Linked DNA regions of Mus musculus: all the other regions are linked to region 1. A link is a contact called in public HiChIP or PLAC-seq and Micro-C data. All regions are on one chromosome and are shown on one strand. Each heading gives the region's core, a stretch centred on a gene start, on an enhancer-like site or on the middle of the called end of the contact. The rest is flanking DNA. Distances are from core to core; before and after follow the strand shown. Region 1 has its middle 49 kb from the start of Diras2. Region 2 has its middle 110 kb from the start of Gm33116. Region 3 has its middle 44 kb from the start of Gm33116.

The links. Hi-C and Micro-C count contacts between places; a contact is called where the count stands out from the background. HiChIP or PLAC-seq counts read pairs in DNA pulled down with a chosen protein or histone mark.
Region 2: a Micro-C map of muscle stem cells shows a contact between it and region 1, with 2.2 times the contacts expected there. The contact joins two enhancer-like sites. A contact is called at or near these places in 5 of 484 Hi-C or Micro-C datasets (cortical neurons, embryonic fibroblasts, embryonic stem cells and 1 more) and 2 of 115 datasets of contacts at active chromatin or transcription factors (acute myeloid leukemia and epiblast stem cells).
Region 3: a contact with region 1 is called in a FOXA1 HiChIP or PLAC-seq map of pancreatic cancer cells. The contact joins two enhancer-like sites. A contact is called at or near these places in 2 of 15 datasets of contacts at CTCF or cohesin (embryonic stem cells and pro-B cells), 29 of 484 Hi-C or Micro-C datasets (B cells, CD4 T cells, bone marrow-derived macrophages and 9 more), 5 of 115 datasets of contacts at active chromatin or transcription factors (acute myeloid leukemia, bone marrow-derived macrophages, embryonic basal ganglia and 2 more) and 1 of 9 other capture datasets (embryonic stem cells).

What each region holds. Positions count from the first base shown.
Region 1 is chr13:52,480,201-52,483,668 of GRCm38.p6, forward strand. No RefSeq gene overlaps it. Among named protein-coding and RNA genes, the nearest start is that of Diras2, 49 kb to the right of the region's middle. Within about 2 kb of position 1,796, at least 38 of the 459 cell types and tissues checked have an H3K27ac peak or open chromatin away from gene starts, as enhancers often do. A contact at or near this core is called in embryonic fibroblasts, muscle stem cells and pancreatic cancer cells, where this site is marked.
Region 2 is chr13:52,344,591-52,347,889 of GRCm38.p6, forward strand. No RefSeq gene overlaps it. Among named protein-coding and RNA genes, the nearest start is that of Gm33116, 110 kb to the left of the region's middle. Within about 2 kb of position 1,316, at least 37 of the 459 cell types and tissues checked have an H3K27ac peak or open chromatin away from gene starts, as enhancers often do. A contact at or near this core is called in embryonic fibroblasts and muscle stem cells, where this site is marked.
Region 3 is chr13:52,275,760-52,278,951 of GRCm38.p6, forward strand. No RefSeq gene overlaps it. Among named protein-coding and RNA genes, the nearest start is that of Gm33116, 44 kb to the left of the region's middle. Within about 2 kb of position 1,627, at least 38 of the 459 cell types and tissues checked have an H3K27ac peak or open chromatin away from gene starts, as enhancers often do. A contact at or near this core is called in pancreatic cancer cells, where this site is marked.

The DNA of each region.
Region 1 (3,468 bases), core at 546-3,045:
AATTCCCAGGCCCTGCCCTCAAGGTTGTATGAGCAGTGACAACTACTGAGACTAAGGGACTCTCTGAACTGATTGTATGGGAAGCTCCGGGGATGTGAGTTATCACCCGTGCTGGGGTGAACTTTTTGTTGCTGCTGCTGCCTTTGAGTCAGCTGTGCTATTGTAAGTCATCCCGATACACTCTTTGGTGCACACCAGGCATGGGTACAAGTGTCTCTTTGGTCTGGCATTGGTGCCCTGTCTGAGAAAAACAGGTTTGTTCACAACGCCCCAGAAAGTCAACACAGCCTTTGGCTGCTTCCATTCTGATGCTAAGTTCTGGCTTTCCTGAGACCACTTCAGTTCTCATGATCTGTTCCATTCCCACGGTGGGGTCACTTCTGCTCGGTGGGTGTTCACAGCCCAGCTATCTACTGTTCTGCCCTATGTTATCATCAGAGTGCCACAGTTTTATGTATTTATTTACATTGGGGGGAACTTTAACTGAGGTTCTACAAACTTTTTATCATGTCCCGTCAACCTGTGAAAAGAGACAGAATCATTTTTTTTTATGTCATCTCTGTTTTATAGATGAAAATTTGGAAGCTCATCGGTGTCCAGTATGAGTTGGTAACAACACAGTCCAAGGGGGAAACCAGACATCAAATACACAGCTTATGGTGCTGGGTTCCAAGAATTTGCCCTGGAAAAAGGCAGAATAATGATGCTCAAAGAGGTCTACATGTTAATCCTGGATTCAGGAGATGCATTGGTCCATGTGGTAAAGGGACTTTGTGGGTGTGACTAAGGATCATGGAATAGAGAGGGCCTTAGTTTGATGTCCATTACTCTGATAAAATACCCCCAACAAAAAACAATTTAGGAGAGAAAAAGGTTATTTGGTATAATTCTGGGTTATATTCACTATTTTGGGGGGAAATTAAAGGCAAGAACTCAAAGCTTAGTGTCCATGGTCAAAAGAAGAGAGATGCATGCATCTCTCTTTTACTTGCTCTCAGATAGCTTTCTTCTCTCTTACACTGTTCTAGACCCCACTGCTTAGGGATTGGTGCAACCCAAAGCAGCCTGAGACTTTCTACATCAATCAGATGTCAAGACAATCCTCCACCACCACAGACATGCCCACAGGCAAACCTGAACTTGATAATTCCTCATCAAACTTTCTTCTCATTGACTCTAGCTGTGCCAATTGACTAACCAGCACAGAGAGATTATCTCGGTGTGTGGTTTGGATACATGGTTATAGCGGTGTGAATATGCTTGGTCTAGGGAGTGACATTACAAGGGGGCATTTCTCTTGTTGGAGTAAATGTGGTCTTGTTGGAAGAAGTGTGTCACTGTGGGGGTAGGCAATGAATCCCTCCTCCTAACCACTTGGGAGCCAGTCTTCTCCTAGAGGCCTTCAGATGGAGATGTAGAACTCTCAGTTTCTCCCGCACAATGCCTGCCTGAGTGCTGCATGCTTCCTGTCTTGATGATAATGGACTGAACCTCTGAACCTGTAAGCCAGCCCCAATTAAATGTTGTCATTATAAGCATTGTCTTGGCTGTGATGTCTGTTCACAGCAGTAAAACCCTAACTAAGACAATGGTCTTTACCAGAAGACCTAAAGGGACTAATGGAATTACCTAATCTTGGACTTAAAACTCTAGAACCCTGAGCCAAACTTTCATTTTGCTTCACCATCAGTCTGTGCCAGCTATTGCATCCCAGTGACACATGGCTGGTGACTAAGAGAAGACTAATTGCCACAGAGCCAATTACTCAACACTGAGCAATCTAAACAACCATTTGTTAGCCTTTCATTTCTATGAGTCAGGAATCCAGCCATGAACCAGCAGGATCCCCCTGGCCCATGGTTCCCTGTGAAGATACAGTGGAGCTGTTGGTCAGAGTGGGTAACCTAGCTAGCCTGCAGGGTCACAACCTCGGTCCTGAGTCGAAGATGCCTCTCTGCAAGGTACAGCAGGCTTACCTAGGGAGAATATGGGAGAACAAAACCAATTATATGCTAATCTGGAAGTGGCATCCTATCACTTCTGCCCTTGTCTGTCCATCTGAATGAGACCAACCAGACCAACTCAGGTGAAAGAGACCGCAATGGGAGTGAATATCAAAAGGTATTATCTGGCCACCAAGAGCCATTTAGGAGCCAGACTGGCAGAGATTCAATTTAAGATGAAGAAAGAATACAATTCAAGTTGATGCTATTTTTCTATGGCATCTGGAAAGGTATAGACCAAGGGCTATTATTTCTTTTAAATTGAATGAGAGTGAAGAACAAGAAAATGAACTAGGTGTGCAAGTGCACACTTGTAATTCCAGCATTAAGGGGGCTGGGATGAATGAACAGCAAGCTCGAGGTCGGGCTGGGTTATGAGACTGACTCAGAAGAATATAAAGAAAAGTAGATGGAAGAGGGAGAAGGGGTGGGGAGGAAGAGGGAGAGGAGGAGGAGGAAGAAGAGGAGGAGGAGGAGGAGGCGGCAAGAGCCAGAGCAACCCTAGATGACAGTAATCAGAACATGGTTGAGGGACATGGTGGTAAGAAGAAAGCCAAGCTGCTGATGGAAACACTGAGAGTAAAGGCAAGGAATGACCAAGGAAGACACTTGATGTCAGCCTCAGGGCTCCACACGCACACATCCCATATATACAGGCATTCACACATGCCACACATACTACTCCAGAGAAAAGAAAACAAAAGAAAGGCAAGAAAAAAAATAGAGCTTACTCAGGAGGCTTCAGACAAGAACAAAGACTCAATCAGGGATTGGACTAGTTGTCATTCATATATGTAACCCTCCTGCAAAACAAAACAAAACAAATAAACAAACAAAACTGTCAACATGATGCCCATGTGCTGAAAATTTAAGTGATGTTAAATATAGAAGCAATAGACCAACCAGACCAGCTTATTTATCAAGGGAAATTTTATGAGAGCATGGTAGCCAAGCTGCAACATGGTTGCTACTTGATGCATTTATCCAGAATTATAGTGATAATTCAGAGCAGAAAGAAGAGAAGACAAATAGGGGAAATGTACAGTTTGGTGAGGAAAAAGGACATACACATTAAAAGCTGTAGACAAAGCACTTCTTATTGTTAAAGAAACAGGTGCCATGAAAGAGAAAGCACATGATTTACACTGGAAAAATAGGAGAGATGGTTCTGGGGAGCGATGCTCAGACAGCGCAGCCTAAAGACATGTTTGCCCAGATTCAGCTACACTGGCATTTGTAATGGCCATCTTGGTGGGTCCAGCTTCTGCTTGAACTATCAGCATACCAGAACATTAGCCATGTGGCACTGTCTTGGAACAGGAGTTTTGGGGGACAAAAAATAAAATCCAGAGGCCAAGAAATGTATAGGAGGGTAGGTACGTACGGAATATGTGAGACAGCTGTGTATGCAGCTGTGTAGGTAAATCTGCAGCTGTATTAGAGACCCCAGCGTGTTGGGTGTGCC
Region 2 (3,299 bases), core at 66-2,565, 140 kb before region 1:
GACTAATACCCTTGTAACTATCAAGACCTTACAACACATCTTTAGCAGATCTAGGCATCTTTAGCAGATCTAGATTTCACTAATCCAAAAGCTAAGGATGCCATCAGAGAGCACCTGAAACCTGCAGATCAGTGTCCCAACCCTGCTCGGCTGAAACTCATGTAGCTGTTTATTTGGTAATGTTGTGCCAGGAAGCGTTCTTGAACCCCAAAAGACCAACCAATGTCACTTAAATGTTCCACCTTCTGTCTGTGTCTGTGTGTGTGTGTCTGTGTGTGTGTGAGAGTGTGTGTGCGTGCACATGCGTTTCCAAGCAGCAGAGCCTTCTACACTCAATGCTTTGGGTTCAGGTAGCCAGCCTGGTTCCTATGGTGGCTTCCTGTTGCATGTTCTGATATTTGGCAGAATGCTCACCAATGAGCACTTCTCCTCTGGCTACCTTCATTGTGAACAGGGGCTTGGAATGTTTAAATGACATCACCACTATGACTCACCAAAATAACTTGGCATTGGCCAGAATGACCAACTGGTGGTTGTGTATTTTACTATGGCTCGCTGGTGCTCTGACAGGCACATTGAATAGTATCTGCAAAGATTTCAGTGGCTACCTGTTCATGTCACCATTCATTATTCTATGCTGTGATGCTGAAGGTGACAGAGACTCTTCCTTCCCACCGGAAGCCATGCTGGTGAGGGACAGAGGAGCAATTGTTAGTTATCCTGTCGCACTGGAAGGCACAGTCACTTAGACTATACGGTTTTTCATGATGCCGATGTGGTTCTTTGATGGACCCTCCCACAGGGGATCTGTGGCAAATAAGGTGGGCTCTATTGGAGACGGTTCCCCTCTTATCTTAGGAGGATCTAGCCTGGTCTTTAAACACCTTGTGTTTCCTAAGATCTCTGTGCTCCTAACGCATGCAGAGGCGTTCGTCAGAGCTCGAGCTCATTCACTGTTCCAGGCAGCAGCTGCTATTATCTGCTTCCTTGGAGCTGTTTTAACTTCTCTTAGGTTGGATAAAAATGCTATTCTTAGCCCAGTGTTTCTTAAGTCGCCAAAAGGTCTTTTTCCCCCCTCCCAACTCAAGTCTTTGGAAGCAAGGCATTACACTTCTTGTCTCTGCATCACTCCGTTAACTCCAGTCAGATGACTTGGAAGCCCCTCCCATTGTGTTGTCTAAACACTCGGCCCCTGCTACAAGCAAGGAAACGATTAACTTTGCTTGGAGGCTTTTTCTTGGGCAAGAGGACTCTGTGGTCGCTCTCACCATGGTACTGCCAAGATTTTCTTGGCCAGTCATTCTTGACTCAGCTTGAGGACCGGATGTTGCCATCTCCCTGGCCGTGCTGGACAGCTCTTTAAAAGGTTTTGTGAAGCGAAGTGTTTGGGAGAGAGGGTGCAACATAATGGATAAAACCAGCTTCAGGCTGGGCCCTCCACCTGGGTGAAGAAAAGTGTAGGAAAGAGACGATCACACCACGGGAGGCAAATTGTGTGCCTTGCTCTCTAGAATAGGATAAGAAAATTCATGTGGGTGGAAACCCCAGAAAAATGAGTGAGCCCTAAGAGAGGCTCTACATTTAAAGTAATCTGTATTTAAAGATTCGCCAAACAACTAGGCTTATTCAGAGCTGTATGGACAGATGGCATAGCAAAATCAACCTTTAAATTTTGCTTAAATATGGTGATTGAATATGTTATTCAAAAAGGACGATAGTAACAAACTTCCTCACATTAAAAAAAAAATCACTGCTAGTGGTTAAGTTGCAATTTCGTGGGCACATGTGTGCAGGTCTGTAGATGTATGTGGAGGGCGTGTTTAGAGATTCCTAGCCTTTGGGGCTGTGAGCTGGCTCAATAGTCAAGAGCACTTGCAGCTCTTTCAGAGGATCTAATTTCGGTTTCCAGCATTCCTGTTGGACGGCTCACTGTCATCTATCACTCTAGATCCAGGCTCCAGAATGCTCTCTTCTTCTCTGATGGTAACCACATGTACGCAAACTTACATGTACACATACATACATACACACACACACACACACACATGAAATTATCACCCTGCATACTGTTAGCATTCTGTCTAAACTCCACCCCACAATTACCTGGTATAGCCAAGGAGGCCTGGCCCACTATAAAAGGGACTGCTTGCCCCCTCCTCTCTCTCTTGCTCTCTTACTCTTGCTTCCCTCCTGCATCTCTCTTGCTCTCTTGGGCTCTTCCCTTCCCTCCTCCCTTTCCCATCCTCTCCCTTCCTTTCCTTTCCCTTCCCATCCTCTCCCTTCCTTTCCTTTCCCTTCCCTTCCTTTCCCTTCCCTTCCCTTCCCTTCCCTTTCCCTTTCCCTTTCCCTTCCCTTCCCTTCCCTTCCCTTCCCTTCCCTTCCCTTCCCTTCCCTTCCCTTCCCTTCCCTTCCCTTCCCCACCCCTCTCTCTCTGCCTTTCTCTGACTCTACTACCCTCTTAACTCCCCTCCCCATGCCCTGAATAAACTCTAGTCTATACTATACAATCCATTGCGTGGCTGGTCCCTCAGGGGGAAGGGATGCCACAGCATGGACCCTCTGAGACACCCCCTTCCCCCATACCTTACCATACCCCCATAGAACATATCTTATATCTCTTTATCTTTTTATATACATATCACATATTGTTGCACAGAAGAAATTCAAGTCCCTTACATGAAGGATGCTTTAATCAAACTTTATTGCAATGTGGAACAAGGCTCCCAGGCACCCAGAGAGTGCTCTCATTTAAGAGATGTAGTTTGACCTAATGTGCTGAAGTGTCACCAAAATTAGGCAAAGTGAAAGCGCCAGCTGTCATTGTGATGCTGTGGCATTTGTGTGATGCAGTCTCAAATTCAACACGGATCCAGAGCAGCGCAGTGAGATAACAGAATTTGTTACATTTTTATAAAATATCACTTTCATCTACAGAAAGCCATGTATTTCTAGCCTATCAACCTTGCAAAGAATCAATCCACCAGAGAACAAGGAAGTCGGTAGTAGACCTGTAACCTCACCAAGACTAAGTAGGAGAGCTTCAAGAGCCAGGAACCAAAGATTAAATGAGCCAGTCTTCTGCAAAATGCTTTGATCTCTCCAGCATCCTCCAGCATCTTTGACTCTTGTCACAGAGTAAGAGGCTAAGAAGCCTGGCAGAGAGCAGCTGCCGGGAGTCCAAGAAGTTGGAGGGGCTTAGATAATCACATAAGGCAGGCACATGAATGCTGATGATTGTTGGGTCTGCCAAGGCAGATGGGCAGAGGAGTTAAGGTCCCAGAGCTTGTCAGCATAGATGT
Region 3 (3,192 bases), core at 377-2,876, 200 kb before region 1:
TTAAGTGATTCCTTCCCAGATGTCAAGCTCCCTGAGAGTCAGCTTCACACCACTGCTCTTTCTAAGCCTTACAGGTAGGGGGCGCACTAAAACAAGTTTTCCGATTCAGAGGGTTGCGCTGTGTGATATAGGTCTACTTAGCAACAGAGTGCTAGGGAAATGTCCGCGTGCAAGACCTGACTCACACTACCTCTCCACCTTTGTTCAACCCAGAGCCCAGAGTGGGTTCAGGAAGTCGATTTCTAGCACATATACATTGCCCATGATTCTCATGAGCAGAGGGGTCCAGCGATCCTTTTATGTACGGGTGTGTGTGTGTGGGGGGGGGGGGTGGGGTGCGGTGGGGAAGCTGGTTCTCTGGGTTCCTAATTTGCACGGAAGGCCTCTCTGTGAGGCTCAGTGGGGATCCAGAGGCAACTAGGGACAGCCTGCTGGGTCACCTCTGCTGTGCGGGTTCTCACTTTATCACTTATGCAGGTGGTGTGACCCTGTCTCTTTTCTTTACTTGATTCCAATGGCAGTGAGCCATGTAGCTATTTCAGTGTCCTCCTGCTGAGGGTGGGAGTGGGTTCCCTCAGCTACTGCCGCCCCCTCACAGCCGCTTTCCTGCCTCCTCATGTAACCCAGCCTTCTCTGCTGATGACCTCATACCCCCTTTTGCTGATCCTTCATTCTACTCCTTCTTATTTCATCTGATCAGTGTTTCTACCTTAATGCTTCAGTTGGGCATGGTGACCTAACATGGTGGGTTGTGTGTTGTGGGGTATGGGTGTGTGTGCTGACATAGCACACAACCCACCAAAGTCAGGTCAGCCTGGGCTATGCATGAGTTCAAAGCTAGGCTGTGAAAAACCTGTCTCCAAAACAAAACAAAACAAACATAATAAAATAAACAGAAACCACCAAAATCTGGAAACAACAGCACAAGAGCACATTTACTGTCTCCTTTGCCATCTTCAAAGCTACCAGCTTTCTAACTTGCTGACCCTTTCCACCCAGTGTCTCACCCCTGCATCCCTGCCTCAGCTTCATCAAGCACAGGGTTGTCTACTGTGTAGCCACTCCCCCTTTAATACACCCATTCATAGCCTGTGCTTCTCTCCAGCCTTTACTTAACCTCGCTAGAATAACTTCAGCCTGTCGGACGGATGTTTTTGTACCCTGTGTGAAGAAGATGTGTCTCTGTCCTTCCTTGACTGCCTAAGGCATCTTCTGATTGGTTAAAACAAAACCACCCATAGCCTATGGCAAAAGGCAGGATAGTAAGTTGGGACATCCAGCAGAGAGAAAGAAACGCTGGGAAAGACTCAGGGGTGGGGATTTGCCATTCAGACTCAGGGGAAGCCGGACTTAGGAATTTGGTTGAGAGGTAAGCAGCCAACGTCACAGAATTTAGATGACTATACATGGGATAATTGAGTTATGAACTAGTTGAGGATGAGCCTAACTTAGGTCTAGGCATCTGTTAATAAAAATAAATCTCTGTGTCATTATTCGGGAGCTGGGGCAGGCATAGAAAAGCCAGAAAGGTTACATCAGCCCAATTCCCATCAGTTCTAACAGTACAAGGAACATAGGGAACTGTAACACCAGAGCCACACCCTCCTGTGGTTACTTCTCCAAACTTTGTGGTCCAGCACATGACAAAGCACTTCTTGAAGCGTTATGTCAATACTGGGACAGCATCGTGTCCACAGTGGGACAGCATCACATCCATACTGGGACAGCTCCTTCTACTTGCCATTTCCTTTCTGCCTGGAGGCCACTTCCCACCCTGATGATCTGGCCTGCCCATCCCCCAGGCCAGTGTGACAAGGCTGCATCATGGGATGCTCGCTGCTCTCAGGCCTCTTTCTCACCTGGTCCCATGTCCATCTCAACTCAAAAAGTTCTTCCTCTACTAGATTCTTCAGCATAAGAGTGCAGTAATTCTTCCATTAACAAAACATCCCTGCAAAGGTTGCCTTGACTTCTTTCTTTCTCTAGGCACTGCCCAGAGTCTTGCTGGTTTGGGTACAGAAAGTAGTTTTCACCTCAAAGGAAATAAGAGAGTTTACTGTGGAGTCAAGTCTGAGAAATGCAATTCAAGTTTCCCCAAATACCTCCCTCCCCCTCCCTTCTTCCTTTTTCCCTCCCTCCTCCCCCCTTCCTTCCTCCCTCCCTCCTTCCTCCCTTGCTTCCCATCCCTCCCTCCCTCCTTTCCTCCCTCCCTCCCTCCTCCCCTCCTTCCCTCCTTCCTCCCTCCCTTCCTCCCTCCCTCCTTTCCTCCCTTCCTCCCTTCCTTCTTCCCTCCCTCCCTCCTCCCCTCCTTCCTTCCTCCTTCCCTCCTTCCTCCCTCAATTCCCCTCCCTCCCTCCCTCCCTCCCTCCCTCCCTCCCTCCCTTCCTTCCTTCCTTCCTTCCTTCCTTCCTTCCCAGTGCTCAGTTCATGTTGCCCAGCATCGCATCTACGGAATCCAATAACAAGTCCTTAGTTTTCTCTTTCAAATGGAAGCATTCTCTTGCTGAAGAGGAAAGACTCAGGAAGTTAAAGAAACATACAAGGCTCAGTGGACTTAGGAAGTTGCTTGCCTCAGAATGCCCCTCCATGAGGCTATAAAAGCAGTATACACTTGTTAGGGAGAAGAGTCTTCTAGAGATGCTTGCCAGGCATGCATGGAGCTGCAGGGTTGCAGCTGGAAGGAGTGGTTACCCACGCTGGGTGAGCTTTCTGGTGATGCCTTGCCTCACTCGTGTTCCTGTAAGTTACCCCTCACCTAGGTTTCTGAATTCAGTAGCCTGAGTAAAGTCATTGCTTCACCAAGATGAACTTAGCGAAAACTTTCTCTTTCATCAGTCATGGGAGCCTTGTGAGGTGTGAATAGATATCAGGCCACATATCCCCAGGAAGCACTCAGGGACAGCGCTGCACTCAACCATGCCCAAAGCCAGACTCCATTCCCCAGCTTCCTGCTCCTATCAACATTACCTCACACTAACATCTCCTCCCTGTTCTTACCTCTGCTCACTCTCTCTTCAGCTATGGAAATTGAGTCCAACGTGGTCCCTCACCTCTGGTCCCACTCTACATCCTTGAAAGATTATTATTTTTTTAAAGGCAAATAGTATCCCTCATTCCCTCACCTAAAACCAAAAGCAAAGAGATTCTTTTCCCGAGCCATTGAGGAAAAGGGTTGAAAATTCTTCCAGAGCC